Linked DNA regions of Macaca mulatta: region 2 is linked to region 1. Evidence: chromatin contacts called from public Hi-C data. All regions are on one chromosome and are shown on one strand. Each heading gives the region's core, a stretch centred on a gene start, on an enhancer-like site or on the middle of the called end of the contact. The rest is flanking DNA. Distances are from core to core; before and after follow the strand shown.

What was found. A called contact is a pair of places that touch in the nucleus more often than the background predicts.
Region 2: a Hi-C map of spermatogonia shows a contact between it and region 1, with 4 times the contacts expected there. The contact joins two enhancer-like sites. A contact is called at or near these places in 11 of 14 Hi-C or Micro-C datasets (CD4 T cells, blood, fetal cortex germinal zone and 6 more).

Annotation. Positions count from the first base shown.
Region 1 is chr13:82,760,281-82,765,997 of T2T-MMU8v2.0, reverse strand. No RefSeq gene overlaps it. Among named protein-coding and RNA genes, the nearest start is that of PKDCC, 38 kb to the left of the region's middle. Within about 2 kb of position 2,222, at least 3 of the 40 cell types and tissues checked have an H3K27ac peak or open chromatin away from gene starts, as enhancers often do.
Region 2 is chr13:82,959,189-82,964,905 of T2T-MMU8v2.0, reverse strand. No RefSeq gene overlaps it. Among named protein-coding and RNA genes, the nearest start is that of PKDCC, 160 kb to the right of the region's middle. Within about 2 kb of position 2,130, at least 5 of the 40 cell types and tissues checked have an H3K27ac peak or open chromatin away from gene starts, as enhancers often do.

The sequences.
Region 1 (5,717 bases), core at 973-3,472:
AATTGGCTCCCCACCCCCACTCTCCATCCCTCCCACCCCCAATGTCAGCCCCAAAGAATGAAGCTATGGCATAGCTAATCCGAAACAGCAGATAATGCGAAAGCCATGTCTATCAATCTTTGAAATGCAGTCTCTCGAGTGGTTCGCATTGGACGTGCCTTTCTGATGGGAGTAGCATTGCTTGGCTAATGTGAACAAGAGGCTGTGGAAGGGGTAGCCTCTGGAAGAACACTGCATAGAGCGCCGTGGGGAGATCTAGCTCTGTCCTGACCTCTGTTGGGTGTGGGCAAGTGACTTCTGCTCTCTGGGCCTCGGTTTCCTCCCTTCTAACATGAGGAAGTTAGACTTGCTCTTTGTGCTTCCTTCCAACCCTTGCCTGCTAAGTAAGATGGCTGTGCTTTTGTACGCCCCAAAGAAAGACCACATAAAAAGGAGCAGGCAGGGGAAGAAGATGGGGAGGAAGAATAAGGAAGAGGGTTGTTGAATTAGATGAATTCCCACTTATGGAGGCCAAGACAGGCAGATCACTTGAAGTCAGGAGTTTGAGACTAGCCTGGCCAACATGGTGAAAACTTGTCTCTACTAAAAATACAAAAATGAGCCAGGCATGGTGGTAGGCACCTGTAATCCCAGCTACTCGAAAGGCTGAGACACGAGAATTCTTTTGAACCCAGGAAGCAGAAGTTGCAGTGAGCTGAGACTGCGTCACTGCACTGCAGCCTGTGTGACAGAGTGAGACTCTGTCTCAAAAAAAAAAAAAAAAAAAAAAGAATTAGATGATGCCCTTGTCGTCTTTTCCTGCCCTAGGCTTTCCTCTTCTGAGTTCTCTGGCCCTTCAGAGAAGGATAGAGAGGAAGCTGCTTACTAAGGGCCCCATTGGCAGGACCATAATCAGGAGCCTGGTACACTCTGAGGAGGTAAAACAGTGACCACAGATTCTGGGATGCAGTTGACATGGACCAAGTCAGACCTCAGGATGGGCTTCTGCCCAGGCCGGACCTAGCTTCTGGGAGCCTATCTGGCCTGATGAGCTCGATGAGGGGAAGGGAGGATCCAGAGGTACACAATCTTCATCTCAGGAATTTCCTACAGGAAAAAGGGCAGCAGAGACCTGACCCTTTCCAGCGTGGGGGCTGTGACCCTGGCTCTGCCATAGGAGCCATGACAGGCCTGAGATAGAGTATGTGAGCTGGGGTATTGACAGGTCCTGTCATTGGTTTGCCAAGTATTTTCAAGAACATATGACCTGTCACGTACAGCGGGAGGCACTGGGAAAGCAAAGGTGAATAAGACCGGGGTTCTGTGAGAGTTTGCAATGCGATATTCCAATGGGGCGAGCCATGGGATTTGCAACAGGAATTGCAGAGGAGATTGGGAAAGGATTGTAAAGGCATTTGTTAAAAGTTCCAGGAATGAGGTGTGAAGGACGGCATGTGGTCTTTAATTAAGGTCTGCAGTGGAGTCTATGATGGGATTGCCTGTTGGGGATATAATGGGATGTTTTGGGGTTGGTCCATCAGCCGTAAAATGGGAATATAATGGGAGTGTGTTGTTAGATATAACAAAGTATGTGTGGAGTGGGGGTCCATTAGGTAATTCATTAACAGAGCAGCCTTTCCTGACAGCTCAGATGAGATCGGATTCTTCCTGTTGATATGGTCTCATAGTATCATATTTATCATCTATTACACTTCCCACAATTGAAATGAGTCCATTGTTTTGTACTTATTTGCTTAACACCTGTCTCCTTTACTAGGCTGTAAAAGTTATCGGGGTTGTTGCCATGAAGGTAGGCATGGGTGTTGCTCACCACTGTACCCCATCCTCCTCCCCACCCCAACACACAGCCCAGGACTGGGCACATAGGAAGCTCTCAGTAATCACTCACGGAAAGAATGGAGACAGGGTCTAGAACTAGCTTAGCTCCGTGATCGTCAAGGTGGTGAAGCCCCTTCCCCAAATCCAGACCCAAATCCTGCAGGGCTGCTCAATGTCCTCAGATTCGAAGTAACGGTTTTGTTATTAAACCTGGAGCCTTTGGTTCCATTTGAAGGGAGGTGTTGCCATCTGGTGGCCAAATTGGAGAAATACACTGAGAGAAAGCTCCCATCTGCTCCAGTTCTAGCAACCTCCACTGACTGACTACCCACCCAGTGGCCGTCAACCAGCCTTCAGCCCCAGCCGCACAGAAATCAGTCCCACCTTCTCCCACTGCCTCGGGAGTCAGGCAGCAAGAGTTCAGAAAACAGCGACCGTGCAGGCCCTGCGCTGGACTACCCCTTCATCAGTCCCTCCAGCCAGCTCTCAGGTCCCTGCTCATCAGGGGTGCACCCTCACTCCTTCCTAACTTTGAACCCAACCGCTCATCCTGAAAAGTAGCAGCCCAGTGTGGGGGCAGGAGCCACAAACGAAGCTTTGATCCCACAGTTAACATATGAGAAATTTCTCATCATCCGAGGTTTTACTTGGTCAACTGGATTGACCCACTCTGGATGGTGGGCACTGATGGAGATTGCGGAGACACAAGACTAGTTTCTATATCATATCCTCTCATTGACAGATGAGCACATTCCCCAGAAGTTAACCTTTTCCTCCTCTTTCTCTCCTCTGTCCTTCCCTTGAAACCAAACACTGCTTGGCTCACACGACAATGGGGCCCAGACTTTTTAAAAGTCCAACATTGAAATCAAGCTTATAAAACAGAGAAAATGGAGATTTAATCCGCAATATAAAAGGATGAATTACTTTGCAATGTGAGCCACTACAGCTTCACTGATTCGACAAATATTTGTTATGCTCCTACTGTGTGCCAGGCACATTTCTAGCCACAAGGAAATCAGCAGTGAATAAAACTCCAGCTCAAAGGAGTCTACATTCCAGTGGAGCATCTCTCACCATGGAGCTCCTTATCCTGTGTCCTCTCCTGAAAACGGCAGCATCAGCACCCTCCTCACAACCTCACCTAGCAACATGCATATGACATCTTAACAAGAGCACTGAACATTGAAAAGACAGCTTCGGCCGGGCGCGGTGGCTCAAGCCTGTAATCCCAGCACTTTGGGAGGCCGAGACACGTGGATCACGAGGTCAGGAGATCGAGACCATCCTGGCTAACACGGTGAAGCCCCGTCTCTACTAAAAAATACAAAAAAAAACTAGCCGGGCGAGTTGGCGGGCGCCTGTAGTCCCAGCTACTTGGGAGGCTGAGGCAGGAGAATGGCATAAACCCGGGAGGCGGAGCTTGCAGTGAGCTGAGATCTGGCCACTGCACTCCAGCCTGGGTGACAGAGTGAGACTCCATCTCAAAAAAAAAAAAAAAAAAAAGAAAGGACAGCTTCACAGGAACACAGCTGCTCTATAAATTGAGTGTATATTTAAATTGTCTTTATATTTTATGGAACATGTTTTATGTGCATTATTTCACTTGGGTGGGGGACAGTGGCAGTGCCCCAAGGCCATGTCATAGAAGCATGCCAGCTGAGTACAAACACTGCATTCACTAAGCAAACCCAGATGCATGGCAGCTGCCTGGTTACTCCCCAGCCAGACTCCTAACACATTTTTTTAACTTATTGTCAAAAGAAAAAATTTTGACAAATTAAATTTAACAGAACTTATTTTAGCAAAGAACAATTCATTAATCAGGCAGCAGTTAGAACCAGAAGAGGTTCAGAGAGCTCCCTTTGTAATGTGGGCAGTGAGTACTTAGAACAGGGAAGTATCTTTAAAACATAGCTTGACTAATTACAGCTTGGCATTTGCCTTATTTGGAGATGGTCTGGTCAGCTGGCAACCTATGATAGGCTGAAGTTCAGCTGCTTGTGACTCGCTGAAACCCAGCTATCTGTTAGAAAAAGTATAGTAGTTACGTTTCAGTTTATTACATACTAAGTTAGGTTGCAGTTCATGACATAGAAACTCAATGCACAAAGACAGGGTCCAGGGCCAGGCACACTGGCTCACACCTGTAATCCCAGCACTTTCGGAGGCCAAGGTGGGCAGATCGCTTGAGGTCAGGAGTTAGAGACCAGCCTGGCCAACATAGCAAAACCCTGTCTCTACTAAATACAGAAATTAGCCAAGCATGGTGGCACACACCTGTAATTCCATAAAAATACAAAAATTAGTTGGGCATGGTGGTGTGCACCTGTAGTCTCAGCTACTTGGGAGGCTGAAGCACGAGAATCGTTTGAACCTAGGAGGTGGAAGTTGCATGAGCTGAGATGGCGCCACTGCACACTTCAGCTTGGGTGATGGAGTGAGATGCCGTCTCAAAAAAAAAAAAAAAAAAAAAAAAAAACAAAGACAGGCTCTAGGCCAAACTTAATAGAAAATACATTTTTGGCTATGATACTAGTCACAACCAGAGATATTAGGGGAGATCAGTACTCCTTATGTATTGCTGCTAGCACTGAAAATTGTTAGAACTACTAAAAATCAATAGGACAATATATTTCAAAAACCTTGAAAAATATTTATATATATGGATTTAGTAGTTCTAAAGACATCTACGCTACAAAATAATCTTAAACTCGAAGATTTGTGTATAAAGATTTTTATTTTAGCATAATTTACAATAGCAAAAAAAATGGAATCCACAAACATTCAACAGAGAAGTATGTTTTATTGGTATGATGTAAAAGTAGGCAGTCATTAAAAATGATGTTACAGGCAGGGTGTGGTGGCTCACGCCTTGTAATCCCAGCGCTTTGGGAAGCCGAAGTGGGTGGATTACCTGAGGTCAGGAGTTCAAGACCAGCCTGGCCAACACAGTGAAACCCTGTCTCTACTAAAAATAAAAAATTAGCCAAGCATGGTGGCCCACACCTGTAGTCCCAGCTACTCAGGAGGCTGAGGCAGAAGAATCGCTTGAACCCAGGAGGCAGACGTTGCAGTGAGCCGAGATCACGCCACTGCACTCCAGCCACAGCAGCAGGGTGAGATTCTGTCTCAAAAAAAGTCACAATTTTTTGTGACATGCGGGAAAATATGTATCAAAAGTAGAATGCAAAATCTTATACATAATAGGTTCATACCTATTTATTTAAAAAAAAAAAAAAACTAGAAAGAAATTACCACAACAATAAAAGTAGTGAACTGTTACTGGCCCCTAACCCATTCTATCTGGGAATTCTGAGGTTGTCATGGCCAGGGGTATGTCATGGGCTATGTATGAGGTTGTCATGGCCAGACGCTCCATGGTGGAGCATCTCTGGGTGTCCTTCAGCGGAATACTGCCCCCTAGTGGACGGCCTACATCCTGGGCAGCTCAGGAGTCACTGGATTTCCTCCGGCTCCCGCACCAACCACTCTGATGTCACGCAGCGCAGCCCAAGTCAGCACTGCCACCAATGCCCGCCGCGGTCGGGAAAAGGCACTCCTCAGCATTTATGGCTCTCTCCATTAATTTTCCAAAGGGTGGCCCAATTCTTTTAATTTCACTAGAGCCCTTTCTCTTCAATGACTTTTAAAATATTCCCCCCGGGGTAAAGTTGAAGGCATAGAATACTACCCACTCATTCCACCTTAAAAGCATCTTCTGGAACACCTTGAACTGGTACCCAGCATCTTGATCCTTCCCTATCTCAGGGTAAGTGCTCCCCAACCAGAGCAGTTAATTCCAAGAGAGACTGTCCACAACCTCACTCTCCACCTTCCTCAGTCAATTGAGTCCTCACCATTGATCTCAAATTTTTAGTCACTGTTCCTCCCAGAAG
Region 2 (5,717 bases), core at 881-3,380, 200 kb before region 1:
ACTACTACAGCAAAGTTGAATTGTTGTAACCAAGATGTTATAGCCCACAAAGCCTAAAATATTTACTGTCTGGCTCTTTATAGAAAATGTTTGCCAACCTCTGGTAAAGAGAAAATGAAGGAATGCCTAGATGTGCCTTTAATAGAGCAAAAACCTTTAAAATGTCAGCTCTCATTTTCTTTTATTAATATCTAGCTCCTGTCCAGCCATGATATTTATGCCGCTCTGTATTTGCATCAGGATAATTTTTTAGATCATTACAAAATATGCATCCTCCTACAGAACACAGGGGAATACCTAGTGCCTAAATGGCATTGCTAACGCAGAATGCACTGACCTGACCTCACAGAAAGGCGATGGAACAGAGGTCCCGTCCTTCCAAATGTCATCCACTGGTTTTATCCTTATTGAAATAGACAGCACACGGATCTGGAATGGAAGCAAATAACAACCAGGTCTCCAGATTCCATCATATCACAGAACATGGAACCAAGAAGGTACCTCAGAAGTTATCTGATCCAGGCCGGGCGCGGTGGCCCACACCTGTAATCCCAGCACTTTGGGAGGCCAAGGCGGGTGGATCACCTGAGGTCGGGAGTTCAAGACCAGCCTGACCAACATGGAGAAACCCCGTCTCTACTAAAAATACAAAAATTAGCCAGGCGTGGTGTCGCATGCCTGTAATCCCAGCTACTTGAGAGGCTGAGGCAGGAGAATGGCTTGAATCCGGGCAGCGGAGGTTGCGGTGAGCTGAGATCGTGCCATTGCACTCCAGCCTGGGCAAAAAGAGCGAAACTCCGTCTCAAAAAAAAAAAAAAAGAAGTTATCTGATCCAGTCACCCCTGTTTACCAGTGAGGAATCTAGACCCAGATGAAGTTAAAGGACTTACCCATGAGTACCCAACAACTCTCTGGCCACCCCCAGGCTCCCATCTTTGTGTCTTTCCTGTGTGGGCTGTTCCCTGAAATTCTTCCTGATAGGCACATTGCCTTTCCCTTTGATTTTAAATTCTTGGCTCAGATGACATGCCCGGACTATATCGTGTGATGTGACCTTGAAAAATAATTTACGTACAAGTCTTGAAAGCAAATCAAGTTTTAAAACAAAGTAGCACCTACTCTGTCGCAGCCTTGACATCTATTACAAAGTAAATGCTGGCTCTTTAATTTCCCTTATCAAGGCTGTTCCTATTTAGCCAACCTCCTCAAGGGGTCCCAGCACCAGCCCCACTCCAACGCCTGATGAAGCTCCAGAACAGGTGAGAAAAATGAGAGGGTCCTGTCCAGAGCTCTGGGAGTCGGCCCTCACTGCCTGCCTTTCAGACAGCAAGACAGAAAAGGCATTCATTTTCTTCCTCCACGTCATGATACCAACCGAAATTACCTTTAAATGAGGAAGAAGGTCATTATTTAATCAATAGGATTGCGTCAATTGAGGAAAATTTGTCTCCAGTGTAAACAAGCGGAACGTCTTTGCGCTCTATGAAAACAAGGTTAAATTACTTGCAGATCCAGGCGACGTGGAGAGATGTAGGAAGTGAACCTGAAGCCTGACACATTCAAGGTCTGGGAACCGAAAATAATAGGAATTGTTCTTATTTTTCCAGTGGAATCGAGCACAGAGATGGGCAAGCCTCTTTACAGAACCAAAGATTCAGAACCGTGCCTTACCCTTTGCTTACGAGGCAGAGGAGGAGGTAGAGGAGGAAGAGAAAGAACCACCACAAAGAGAGATGGCAACAAAAGTAAAACAAAGGCTGGGCCAGCCGATCCCACTCAGGCTGACCACAGTGAGGGAGCAGCATTAAAATGAGAAATGATCAGGTTTCAGAAGCCCAGCCCTTCCTGCTGAGTCTTGTCCTTTGCTTCATCCATTCCATTCAAGAAGTCATACTGAAAATAAATTATTAATACAATGGTAGCTCACATTATCGGGTCTCACTCCATGCCAAGCATGCCAAACCCAGGTCATGTGTGGTGCTCCTCAATGTTCACAACAGCTCTAGAGGTGGGTGCCAGTCATGCCCACTTGGCAGATGCGGAGGAGGGCAGTAGCAGCTGGAGAATGGCGGGCAGTTCTGCCTGTTTCTGAGGCCCCACTGCTTGAACTGCCAGCCTCAGAGCCATCTGCTCGCTGGGTGCTCAGCCCCGTGCTGCATGCTGTGGACTCACAGGGGAAGTACGAGCCAGGCCTACCCCTAGGGTATCCCCACATCCCTGGCAGAAGGGGACAGAGCATTTACTCCTGTTTAGGGAGAGGCTCAGCTCATCTGGGAATCCCTGGATGAGCGGACTCTGTGCCTGCTCCTCTGCCATACCCCTTCCCCATCCATGTCGGCTGCTTTGGCCACAGCACATAAAAATGGGTCCAGCAAGCCACAGTCTCTCCCAGAGGAGGCCCCAAAGATCTCTTGCCCACACCTCCTCGATCGCTGCTAGGATATAAGCTGGAGGCTGTCGGTGGTGAATGTGATCTCTTGTCACTCCACAGGCATCTGGTGAGGTCTAAGTTCCCTGCTTCCTGACAGAACTTCTTGGTGGGGATTTGGCTTCCAGGTTCTCCTCACCCCCTCAGGAGACTGGGCTAACACTGAGTGAGGTTTGCTGACACCCTCCATTCATTAACAACAGGACTAAAACCAAGTAAGTTTTAGCTCTGGGCTTTTGGACAGCCAGATTCCAACACTTTGGTGGTGAATCCTGACTAATGTTCCTGCCCCATCCCTCCTCCTCCCATCCCCCAACCCACCCCGCCCAGCTCCATTTCTGAAGTGCCCGAATGTAGAGTTCATAAGCTGCCTTCCTTCCATGACCATGCTGCCCACATGGCCTCCACTGAGGATCGGGGCAACACAGTCACCACAGGAGTAGGCCCTCAGTTGCCCTAGCAGCGATCTGAGGAGTGTGGGCTTTGGGGCCTCCTCCGGGAAAATTGTGGCAGCACAGCCAGGACAGCAAGTGTGTGGCCCGGCCAAAAAAAAAAAAAAGCTTAAAAAAAAAAATTTTTTTTTTTTTAATGAAATGAAACATATTTGACCTGGGAAGAAATAAAAGACCTTTCACGTTGTCAAAGTGACAAATTAGACACAGAGGCCGAGCAAATGTGAGCTCCTGGGGAGTCCGTCAGAAGGAGCCCAGATGGAATGGACAAGGCTGGGGGTGACCGGAGGGAGGCAGACAGAGGATTTCTCCGGGTCGGGTTGGGAGACCAGTCAGAAGGCTGCACAAAGCTACACACAGTCTCCCCTTTGTACTGGTATTTATCTAACTTGTCAATTTTATAGCCACATTACCTTCCGAGTGTTCAGGAAAGCAGATATTGGTGCTGTCAAGAGGCCTGGCTGTGGTTTGCACAGCATAATGACAGATGCAAAAAACAAAGGGGAGGGGAGAGGGGCCTTCAGAAACCACAAAAGAGCCTTTAGAATTATGCCTCTGCCTCCCTCCTCCCCTGAGAGCATGCCTTTCCCTCGCTGCAGAGGTGCTTGCTCCAGGGGTGCTCTCTCCCCCTGTATGCAGCTGTGCCGGGCAGCTGCGCTGGGCAGCTGCCTAGCACGCGTCTACCAGTCACCCCGCATGGACTTGAAGGGAGCTGTTACATGACTGCCTCTCTTCCCCAGGCTAAATAGCTACAGTCCTTTAACCTCTCTTCATGGGCCTGATTTTCCATCCCTTTAATCATCCCTGTCACTTTCGGCTGCAGCCTGTACTCACCACAGCCCTCCCCCAGAGTGGAGACGCAGCCAACGAGGATCATGGGCCCAAGGGCCTCCAAGAGCTGCTCCTTTCAGACTGCCCCCACCATGGGCCCACCCTGCAGCCACAGGTCCTGGGAAGCCTATGGTCATGGAGCCCCTACGGCTGAGTTACTACAGCTCATGACCCAATTGGAGCTCTTCCCTCCCTGCTCTTGGATATTCCCCATGACCAGAAAGTCATTAAAATCCCACAGTCTCCTTCTGAGCTGATTCTTGCCATTTTTCTCTTCCTCTTCATCCTTAGTGCCTCACTCCTACACACTAGACTCCTGGACTATCATTTGGACCATGGAGCCAGCCCCCCAGCCAGCTTCCCTGCCACCGTTTTCCCCTCCGAGACACTTAAAGGCCAACTTTGGAAATATTTTTTTAAATTGAATGTCATTTTTATCAAGTCCTTCCCCTACTCAAGAGCCTTTAGTGGCTCCCTATTTCTTCTTGTTATAGCAGATATAAATAACTCGCCAGATTCTGAAAATACTCTCACCACTCCCCCAACCCCTCTTCTGCCTATGTCCAGATCTACACTCAAAAAAAGCCTTCCCTAGTTAATCTCCTCCCCTCTCTGTCCACCCCTTTACCCATCCCCACAGTTTATTGGATACTGTTTTGGGTGTCTCGAGATATTGGGTTAGGGTTCTTTGACGGCAAGCAACAGAAACTAACCCTGACTAGTTTAAGGAACAGAAAGGGATAGATTGGAAACGAATGGCATAGTTTGGAGAATTAAAAGCAAGCCTGAACTACAGTCCTGGAAAAGACAGAACTGGACAGCTCTGAAGATCTTCTGGAACATTGTCATCAAATGATCAGCTCCAACTGCCTTCTCTCCTCATTTCTCTCTCCTTAAGATTCAGAATTTCAGGACTGAACATCAACAAGTCCCGTGATCAGGGAGCAGAGTCCTGTGATTGGCTGCCCTACCAAAACCACTCACGGTGTGGGAAGGTTGCAACATTTAGCAAATAAAAATACAGGATGTCCAGCTAAATTGAATTCCAGATAAACAGTGAATAATTGCTCATATAAGCATATCCCAGGCGATATTTCCTGATTTGTCTTCTCATTCTTTCCTTCCCTCAGTCCCACTTTGTTGCTCCCAGGTGGGTCAGCACACCTCAGACCTGTACCTGTACCCGCTGTGACTGTACCTCACTGTTAACGAATCTCTTCAGTCCTTTCAAAGTGACTGTGAATTTTATTTCTTCCTCTTTAATTTTAATAACCAAGCTTCCATTGACTGGAAACTATACATTCACTGACACAAATAAAAGGGTACACATGCCCTTTGGCAACTTTTCTTGTTTATTTTCTCTTTAGCCCCATTGGAGGAAAAAAACCAACTTTCTCTGTCTTCTCTCTTTTGCCAAATACTTACAAAACAGCCCTAATAACACTTTGCATCTGCATAACTTGTTAGATCTTAATGTACATTTTCACACTCGTTTCATTCAGTGTCTTAACTCCTCAGTGAGTTAAGTGGTTAGCGGGCACACGTAACATAGTGCCCCATTTTACAGATGAGAAATTCAGATGTTGAAAGGTGGGTTACAAAAACTAGTATGCATCCAAAGTTGTGCATCCAGGACTTGGAACAATGTGTCCTTTCCTCTTTTCTGTAAAGGGCCAGATAGTAAATATTTCAGGCTTTGTATGCCAGATGGTTTCTGTTGCAACTCAATTCTGCCATTGCAACACAAAAGCGGCCATAGGTAATACATAAATGAATAGATGGATGTTCCAATAAACTGCATTTATAGAAACAGGCCAACGGGCCATATCTGGCCCACGGGCTATACTTTGCAAGCTAACCCCTGCTTTACACCACACAACAAACACTTTCCAATCTTTTTAACTCTATCACAATTTGCCTCCAATTGGGATGCCATAATTTTGACCTCCATCAATTTTAGATGACTTACTTTTTTCTCTCCTCTTTACTTCTTATGCATCAGGATT